Regions from separate parts of the Anser cygnoides genome. Here region 2 is linked to region 1. Evidence: chromatin contacts called from public Hi-C data. All regions are on one chromosome and are shown on one strand. Each heading gives the region's core, a stretch centred on a gene start, on an enhancer-like site or on the middle of the called end of the contact. The rest is flanking DNA. Distances are from core to core; before and after follow the strand shown. Region 1 overlaps TOP1 (DNA topoisomerase I). Region 2 holds the start of LPIN3 (lipin 3).

Region 1 (4,843 bases), core at 1,577-4,076:
CCACTGTGTTATACCAAGTCACCAAGGACAGACCTGCATATTCCGGTTCTTATAATCCACAGCTTACGTTAGGAGAAAGACTGGCCTGTGGAACCCACCACCACTGCAAGTGCCCCCCATCATCGCAGAGTAAACAAATGCTTATCTTATGTTCAGTGTGGGTGATATTGCAGGTGAGTCCCATGACACACGTTCCCCAGACAGCGGCAGTGCAGTTGTCATGCGGACCAGACAAACCAGCAGGCAATCCTTTCAGATTTATCATCTAACCCAGCAGCTGAGACGTGCTCATAATGCCTGGCGAATGTAAAAAGGATTGCCCCACAAGCTGCCTGACAGCGCTGAGATATTCAGTCGTTATAGGAAAAGGCCAAGGACATTGCCATCACTCCAGGGGACCATTTTTCCAGATGCTACTAATTATTAGGAGGCTGAGTAGTCACATCAGGTTCATCTATGCTAAAACAGCAGGGTTTACAGCAACACTTATGAGTGCTCCACGTTTCTGACAAACAATTGCAAACACACAAAAGATTACGAGCAAAATTCATCAGTCTCCATGAAGATGAGGTTAAACTAGTTTTCACCTTCAGTCACACTATGCTACAATAATCTTATATACAAAAATATTGGATCCCATTTGCAAGATGCACAGCTTAAGCTACCCATATAGAAATGCATGCAATTACATAATTTAGACTTTAATCACCTACACTCGTAAATTCTAAGATTGCATGAGCAACAGAGGTTTAACCTACGAGGGTTTGGTCAATTTTTTCCTCACCTATTACTGTGCTTGGACTTTTCCCGGTCTTTTTCCTTGTCCTTCTTGTGCTCTTTGTGCCGGTGTTCTCGGTCTTTGTGTTTATCTTTGTGTTTGTGAGAATCTGCAAGCAGAGAGGCAAAAAAAATTAAGAAATGAAGTTGGGAGAAAACTCCATGCCTCCCTCATGAACCTCTGCATGTTTCCCCACCCCATTCAAGTATTTCGTGAGATGCAAAATTTGTAACAAAAATCTTAGTTTTCAGAGGTCCTAAATGGATTCATTGTTCCTGCAGGACAAGTTAATTTACCTTGGCAACAGCTGCATTTATACGGTCCTTAGTTCAATGATCTTTAAAACCTTTACAGATCCTGAAGAAACACGACCCATTTTGTTAACTAGTTAAGTATGGCTACAGCAAGTTGAATCTTTCTGCAGAGACGGGAAACCTAGCTTCCTATGCCTGTCAATATTTCATGTCAAATAGATTACAAGGATACAGAAACCGAGCATAAAGCTGAAACGTTAGGCTTGCTGGATCTAAAATGTAGTCACTATTTCCACAAGTATCTAGTCTAGACAAAGAGCACCAACGCTCCCCCCCCTTAAAATCATCTTAATTTTATGCCCACATGGCATGACAGGCACACGGCGAGGGAAAGATCAAATGATGAGGGAAGAGGAAAACAAAAGATGAAGGAAGAAAAACAGACAGGGAACTCTCTCCTCATGCCGTCTCCTGCAGGGGACACTAGGAGACACTTACCTCCCTTCCATAACAGGGCCCAGACAGTGCAACGGGAGAGCTGCAATGAGCACGTGCTGGTGGAAACCCACCTACACAGGTCAGGACCGGTCCAATTTAAGTGACGAGTCAGAAATAGGAGATGGCACACACAGTGAGTGTACACAAACACTGTAATTTTAGTGGTATCAATTTCTACTTCCAGTAACATTTTCCATCCTCGGTGACAACTGCACCGTGCAATAAACAATGAGGTCCTTCCAAAGCACCAAAGAAAACAAGATCCGCCAAAGTGAAAGAGCAACAGAGTTGGAATTTTAACTAAGCACTGAGGAGCATTTTTAGGCCCATAAATGTTCTTTATAAGTAGATCAGGAAGGAGCTGAGGCTGAATTAGCACCTCAAGCTCAGGACAAAAGGCACAACCACCTGCAGGCAAGGTCACTCCTGTAACCCATGCCAAAACACTCCCCTCAACTTCTTTTTTTTTTTATACACATTTCTCAAGCAACTAAAATTAAATAGCTCTTCAGGATACCTGAAAGGCTGTGATGACTTTGGCAACTGCTTTCGGATAATAGTGCCAGCACTTCCACCACAGATCTTGGATGTAAGGCAGTAATGATTAATCGATTGTAAAGATGTTAACATGCCTCTAAAAAGGCGACTGCCCCCGTATGACAATAGGAAACTGCAACAGAAGGAGTTTGAGATTTCCACAGTCACAAGGGAAATGCATTGCACAGCCAGGAACCGCCTCATCCTCCACGTCTTTTGCCACAAGTTCATTTTTCTCCTTACCTGACACCAGTGCTTCCAAACTCACAATATTCAACCGGTTTTTGTGGGGAGCCCCCCAGTCACACATTTCCACAGATCGCAACCTGCTGCTGCCCTAACTTCAGGTGCTGCTGTCAGACACCTGCAGGAAAACAGCACAAACCAACACACGAACGTTGACGTTGAAGCCTCCAGCCTGCCTTCTGCCTCGATCCTCCCAAACTTGGCAACACTTCCCGGTGCTGCCCTCCACACCACATACACATTTGAAGAGCAAGATCGAATTTTCTGCCCTTTGATACCCAGGTATGTGGCAGGATTTGTGCAACATTTGGCGTTAGAGCATAACCACCTCAGAGTTTGCAAGTACCCAAACAACAAAACCTATTTGCCAGCAACCTCTAACATACCGTGCAGGGACCGGACACCTACGCTCTCTGAAGTGCCAAGAAGCAATTTCTTGGTACCCTTCTCCTTCCCACCAGGACAGCACACATTTCACTGGCAAAAGCGTTTTCGCAGCACATTTCACACTTCAGATTCTTCAATTTAGCCAGGAGCTGGAAGTTCAGGCTGTTTGCAAACTGCCTGCATTTTATTCCACAGAGTTCACTCCCCAATTCCTAAAGCACCGGCTGAAGCGAACAGCCATCTATTGACACTTGATGAGTAGGTAAATCACTAGAAAAAACATCACGATGCTATACACAGAAATACGCACACTCATTTTACAACATACTCATTTTTAAGGGAGCAGAAACCAACACGCAATTTTTTTATAACAACAAACTGATGGAAAATGTGTGCAACTATTCAATGCTATTCTCTTTAGAGTCTAGGGCCACGTGATCATTTTTTGCAAAACCCCACAAAATGGAACAGCCTTTTCCTTTCATCTCCAGATGCCCTTCCAACTGACTTGTGCTTTCCAGCTGAAATTAGTATTTGCTTTTGAGAAGTAGTTCTAGGGCCATACCCGTGGAGTCACTGGAGCCCAACAACGCAATCCTCTGCTCTGCTTCCAATAACTCATTGCTTTCAGGCAACGCAAGCCTGGTACAAGAGTGAAAAAAAATGATTAAACTAGCTCTGCTTGGTGGCATTTGTCTTCCCTAGCTTTCCATTGCTGAAAGACTTCTAGCAGAAAGGCCTTTTTATAGAGGTATTCTGCCTAAAAGGCAGGCCTTAGCGGCTGGGGAACAGGAGGTTGTGTGCGTGGTTTTGTAAGCAGAAGGGAAAAGCTGGCGGGAGAGCTTTAACCTGAGTGCAGTCAACCCTGGATACGTACTGGGCCTCTCAACACACCGGACAACACCTGAAATTCAGTACTTCCATGCAGGCAAGCATACTACCTCCCAGACACATCTCCTAAGAATTAAATTACTCTGGAATATTTGCCTAGCGCTCAGACTCCATGCTGTCGCTTTCTGACACCATGCCATAAGGTAGGTTAAGACTGAGAACTTCTAAAGCTTTTATTAAATAACCCTGAGCCGACACATGAACATCACCAGAAGGCATTGAAACTCTCAGATTTTTTTTATTTTTATTTTTTTGAGGGTGGAGCTGAATGCAGTTCAGGAGACTGGATTGCTAAAAAGGACACAATAGCACGTCATATATTTTTTTCCAGACTGGCTTTATCTAGCAGGCCAACTTGGTGGTTATTTGGTGGCTGACAAAACAAGTTCAGCTATTCCAGTTTGTGTCCCCACTTCACAGAAACCAGTATGACATCCTCTCCACCCCATTACACAGGCGGCAGAAAACTGAATTTAGAACGAAACTTTAGGACACAATGGAGCTCCTCACACCAAACCTCATTAATACAGAAGAGATCAATGGAAATGCTCATGACTACCGTCTATATCTTCTTTGATGTGCTTCGTGTATCAATTCCTAGAAGAATCCTTCAGCCTCCAGTAACTCTCCCCCAGCTTGCAGCCAACTAACAGTTGACCAGATCCAGCCTCACATGAGCTGCAGTGAGGTCAGACACTATCACACACATTTACATTTGTTTCCTGCCTTTTATGTCTTTCCTTATGTCTGCTCCCTCTCGTGCTAAACAAGGAGATATATATGACTAATTCTCCAGGAGCATTAGCAGACTCCACTATCTACTGTGAGCAAAGTTCAAATGCCCAAACACCCGTGTGACATTTAAAGGATTTCAGAAGTCAATGAGTCTCTCCAGCATCAAGGTTACAGTAGGGACAGGGGTTACGCTCACTGGGCAGGGATCCACCACCCCTAAGGCTCTCCCTTTGGTATCCACTAACCCAAACAGAGCGTTTGGCACCTCTTCTGTTCTAGAGAGCTTGATGTCTCTGGCACTGGATGCCTGTCTGTTAATGCTGAGCCTGGTATGTCTCCAAAAGATTACCGCAGTCCCCCTGCTATTCCTGCCTTTCCCTCTGTACCTCCAACAATCACGAGCAGCTCTGCATTTTTGTATGTTGATTCATCTTTGAACTCTGTTTAATTACAAGGACGCCTGATTTAGGGATGGGAAATTCTAAGCACTTTTGGTCTGTGGCCCTGTTTTGTCGTC
Region 2 (4,843 bases), core at 772-3,271, 130 kb before region 1:
AGCTGAGCTTTGCCTGTCAGGAGGCTGTGACCGCTTACGGTGATGGTCAGGGGCTATGGCAAGGCCGGGGGGCTCCAGCACCCAGCTGTAATTCGGGACAGGGCAATGGTGAGCAGCAACACGGCGCCCCAAAGCCGGGCAGGGATGTTCCCCTGCAAGGCTGGTGGGGCTGGGGAGTCCTCACCAGGGCCGGAGGCTTGGATGCAAAAAGCCCTTCCCAAGCCCTGCGTCGCTGCCCCTGCACCTCGCAGGGGGAAGCAGCCTTTTGAAAGCAGGGAGAGCGCCCGGCAGCACGGTGCTTCCTGCCTCGCTCAGCTGGCCGCTCCGATTTCCTTCCCCGGCTCAACAAAGAGCTGCGCGGGCTGGTGAAAGGGGTGATTCAGCAAAAGAGGACGCGGGGAGCGAGGCAGGAACGCCGTCAGCGCAGCTGGACGGGGTGAGCTTCCCATCCAGCAAAAGCAAAAGCAAAAGGCAGCAAGGCTCAGGTGTCCCGCTAGCTCGGGGAGGTTCTGGAGCCAGGAATGCAACAGCAAAACGCAGGGTGGGTTGGTTTTTTTTTTTTTTTTCTCTTTTCCATTACCAGAAAGATCAGGTCAGACTGGCGTGGCATGTGATGGAGTGGGTGGAAAGCCATTTTGCCCCGAGAGGAAGAAATGCCATCCCCAGTCGCCAACTGCAAGCATCGGAAAAGCCTGAATTCTGGCCACGGGACCGGCTGAAAACCGCCCGTCCTGCTCCATAAACCCGCTCCGCCGATCTGGATCTGACCTCCCACTTTCTGACCTGCTGAAAGTTCGCGTTCCTGCCCCGAAACAAAGGGCTCGAGCCCCCTCGGAAAGAAAAACCGGAGCGCGGCAGCTCCCGCAGGCGGGGGCCGCCGGGGGCCGGGGCTGTCGGGGGACGCGGGGCACCCTAGGGAAGGGGGCGAGGAGGGAAGCCCCCAGCCCGCGGCTGCCCGGGAGCCCCCGGCTGCCCGCCCCGGCCGCTCCCTGAGCCGCCCGTAACGCGCAGCCCCCGAGGCGCTGCCCCAGCCCCGGGAGCGCGCCCCGCGGCTGCCGGCCCCCCGGGGGCGCGCGCCCGGCCCCCCGCGGCCGCCGCGCTCTGACACGGACGCGCGCCCCCGCTGCCGAGCCGCGCGCGCGCGCCGCCGCGGTGACGTCACCCCCCCCCCCCGCCTCCCTCCCGCCCTCCCCCGGCGCTGATGCCGCTGTGTGTCGCGCCCGCCCGCCCCGCGCTCATGCCTGCGCTCGGCGGCGGCGCCCGCCCGCCCCGCTCAGCCGCCGGGGCCGGTGCCGGTGCCGGGGCCCTCGGCCGGGGGTGAGTGCCTGGGGGAGGGAAGGAGGAGGGGAGCGGGGGAGGGTCCGGGGCCGCCGCCGCCTCCCCTCGGTGCCCGCCTCCTCCCCGCCGTCCCCAGCCGGGCGGCCCCGGCAGGTGAGGGAGGGCGGGCGGGGGGGCCGGGGCTGCCCGGTTCGGGGGGCGCCGGGGGCAGCGGGGCCGCCCCGGCGGGAGGGAGGCGGTGCCCGGCCGCTTTCGGCAGGTAGGAGCCGAGCCGCGGGGAGGGGGCTTCAGCCTGCGGCCCCTGGGCTCGGGGAGGGGGGGGGGGGGGCTGAGCGGGGGCTGCTGCCGCCGCCGGGGGGGCTCCGTGTGCCCTGTGCGCGGGGCGGCCGAGGGGCTGGGGCGGGGGTCCCGGGGGGGTGGGGGCCCAGGGGTGCTCGTCCTGGGGGTGCCCCCCCCCCGCCGGGAGCGCCCGGCCCCCCGAGCCCCGTCCTGGGCGCCCCGCGGGGTGCTGCGCGCCAGCCCCGGGTGCCCGGAGGAGGGCTGTGAGCCCCTGCGGGACGGGGGGCTTGGGGGGGGGGCGAGCTGCGTCCCGCGGGGTACCTGCAGGGCTCCGTGCCGGCCCTTCTTCGGCTGCCAGCCCCCGAGGAGCCTTCAGCCCCCCGCGGGCACCCTCCTCGTCCCGGCCCAGCTGCTGGCCCCCGCCGCCGGCTCCCCGAGGGGGGCGAATCTCCGCGGGTGCGGAGCCAGGAGTGCGCTTCGCTGTCCGGAGCGGCTTACTCCCAACCGATCGCTCTTTAAGGGCTGAGGAGGGGGAAGAGGAAAAGAAAACTAACGCAGAACGCCAGATGAGAGGCAAACAAATCAAAGCGAGCCTCCTATTTACTGCTGGGGGAAGCTGCAATTTACTGATAACTCCGGTTAGCCGGGCTGGGACTGTGACCTCGGCGTGTTTTACAGCTCTGGATCCGCAGCTCGGCGGAGGCAGCAGGCTGCTTCGGCCCCTTTATTGTTTCCTCCTAACTCGTCGCAGTAACGTGCGGCACAGTAATGCCCGCGCGGTCTTTGGGCCCTGACCCACCTCTGGGGGTGGCGAAGAGGAGGCCGTGGGGCTGCGTTTTGTTTCCGACACAGCCTAGTCTGTGGCATCCCCTAACGGGACTGGAGACGGCTGGGGTTCGGCAGGGGCTTCCCTGACGGGGTTCAGCCTCCCCAGCTCTTGCTGCTGTAAGAAAGCCGGGGCGATTTGAAGCCCCCGAGTCGCTCCTGGTAACACCTCGCTGTCGGTGGGATGGTTGCTGACCCGGACCTGCCCGCTGTGGGTTTCTGCCTCCCGTCGGCAGTGGTGGGTGCTGCGGGGAGCCCCGGGGCGGGCAGTGGCAGCACTCGGGTGGCTTTAAGGGTGCACAGCAGCAAGCTTTTCCTTTCCCTATTCAGACCTCCTCTTCTCCCCTTCCAAAAATGTGCTGCCTCCGTGGATGTGAGCTATGCTATTTTCTTTATCTTCTGCTCCGGTTACTATGGTGCTGGTGTGTGAAGCAGCTCCGCCAGCTACTCTGGGAGCTCGTAAAAAACCTCAAACTTGGTGTCCCCTCGCCGGTGAGCAGGGAGCGCCGCGTCCGGCCCTTACCGAGCCGCTCCCCGTTTGCGTGGCCTGCCGTGAAGTGGGTCTGGAGGCTGGGCAAGGTCCTCGGGGAGCCTGCTCCGAGGTTTCCAGCAAAACACTGACTTCAGCAGTGTGAGGCCGGTGCTTGGCTTCACTCTTCGTTGTCATCACCGACCTCGGGGCTGGCCCTCGGAGGCGGCGAGCCCTGGGAGACCTGCGTGCATCCCCTCCCGGGCACCGGGCTGCTCGTTTCCTGCCTGGTGCAGACAGGGCTGTAGCTCACTCGGAAGGCTGTTGGGAATGGAAACAAATAATTTAGAGTCTGTGGAAATCCGTGCAAACAAAAGGCAGAAGATGGGAACAGACGTTTCCCCCGGCGCCACCGTCCTGCTCGGCCCTTCCAGCTTGCATAAGCGCCCGAGCAAACTCGCGGCTGCTGGTTCGGTGCCGCCTGCCTCGCTAGGGCAGGCCTCGCTTCCCACCTCTGACATCTTGCCTTTCTGTCTTTTTCTACCTGATTTGCATGGAAAAAGGCACAAGGGGGGATCCATCCCACGGGGAGGCGGTGGGAGCGGATCCCGAGTTTGCTCGCTGTCCGTGCAAGTTGCTGTCGCCCTTCTTCTCGCAGGGAGCTGGCCTGGCCCTGAAATCCGGGGATTGCTCGGGGCAGCAGGAACCCAGCGCCAGGTCTGGGTTCCTCCCACCTCGCCGGGGCACAGATTTGTCATTCCTGAGGGTGATTCACCCCGTCCAGACTCTGATTCACCCCCGGAGGTGCTTCTCCCTGTGCATTAATTAAACAGGAGCCTGGGATGATGATGTTTATGACTTAGGCACCTGTTCCAGGTGGAATAAAGCTAGGTCCTGTTGCAGAGGCTCATCTGGAGGAGATCCTGCTTGCTGCGGGACTGGCAGTAAGATGGTGGGGAAGGTCTGCAGCATCTCTTGCCCTCTTTCAGCTGTGATGGCTTTCTTGCTTTGTTGAGTCGGAGAAGGGTGATGTTTCTAATTAAAAAGAAGAAAAAGTCATGTACTTCTCCCATTCTTTGTTTGTTTTCTGGTGTGTTTTTTTTTTCTCTGGACAAATGTTCTAAATAACAAAGCTTAAAATGCAGATGGAGCGAGTTTGCTTGAAGTGAAATCACTGGGAAAGCCTTGGTTGGTTGAGGGCTGCGGTGGACGCGGAGGAGCTGGTGATGACATATGGCACAAGAGGAGAGCCAAAGCGGTTTGTTTGTCACCAGAGGCAGTCGCAGTCACTGCAGCCACGGCTCATCTTCACAAGGAGGATGTTCCCATATGTTTCAGAACCTCCTCCATCAGCTCTCCAACCTAAAGGATCCTGTGATTCTTTCCTCTCTCCTTTCAGAGTGGTGTACCGGTGCCCTCGCCTTTCCCCACAGAGCTGATAGGGAGATATTTAACCAAACTCCCTTTATCTGTGTCCTCTTCACTCCTTATTCCTACATCATTATTTATTTTACATTTAAACATTGGGAAGCGAGCCTTATAAGCTCTGCGTTCAGCTTCAGGGATGGCGCTTGTATCACTCCCGATGGCAAGCACCACCCTCGCTGCCCCAGCCAGGCCCCCCGTGTGTTTTAGCACTTGCTTGGAAAAGCAAACAGCCTGTTGTTAGGGTTGCAGAGTTTCCATTTGGGTTCCACCCAAATGATCCCGTCCAGTAACGCTCGGAAACTCAGCCTGGGTGATAGGGCTTCGCTTGCTTTCCTCTGAGCAGGTCTTTTTGGGGGAGAGACTTCGAGGGAGGCTGTTCCAGAGCAAGGAGAAGAGCCCCGTAGCTTTTTTTTTTTTTTCTCCTCTTAATACAAGGATGCTTGAGAGGGCCAGGTCAGGAACAGGGTGGGGAGAGAGCCTTGGAATGTGGCCTGCAGAGTGTCCTTCACGAGGAGCAGTGCCTGGCTGGGACAGGTTCGAGCAACGAGCACTTCAAAACTCACC

The links. Hi-C and Micro-C count contacts between places; a contact is called where the count stands out from the background.
Region 2: a contact with region 1 is called in a Hi-C map of liver, with 5 times the contacts expected there. The contact joins the promoter of LPIN3 here to the enhancer-like site in region 1. A contact is called at or near these places in 2 of 7 Hi-C or Micro-C datasets (both in liver).

The regions. Positions count from the first base shown.
Region 1 is chr16:14,244,119-14,248,961 of Taihu_goose_T2T_genome, reverse strand. It overlaps TOP1 (DNA topoisomerase I), which reads right to left. Exons shown (of 21, transcript XM_066978074.1): 3 at 785-887. Among named protein-coding and RNA genes, the nearest start is that of TOP1, 29 kb to the right of the region's middle. Within about 2 kb of position 2,826, at least 1 of the 3 cell types and tissues checked has open chromatin away from gene starts, as enhancers often do. A contact at or near this core is called in liver, where this site is marked.
Region 2 is chr16:14,376,785-14,381,627 of Taihu_goose_T2T_genome, reverse strand. It overlaps LPIN3 (lipin 3), which reads right to left and starts at 2,021. Exons shown (of 20, transcript XM_066978539.1): 1 at 1,879-2,021. ZHX3 (zinc fingers and homeoboxes 3) reads left to right here and starts at 391. Exons shown (of 4, transcript XM_013192941.3): 1 at 391-541.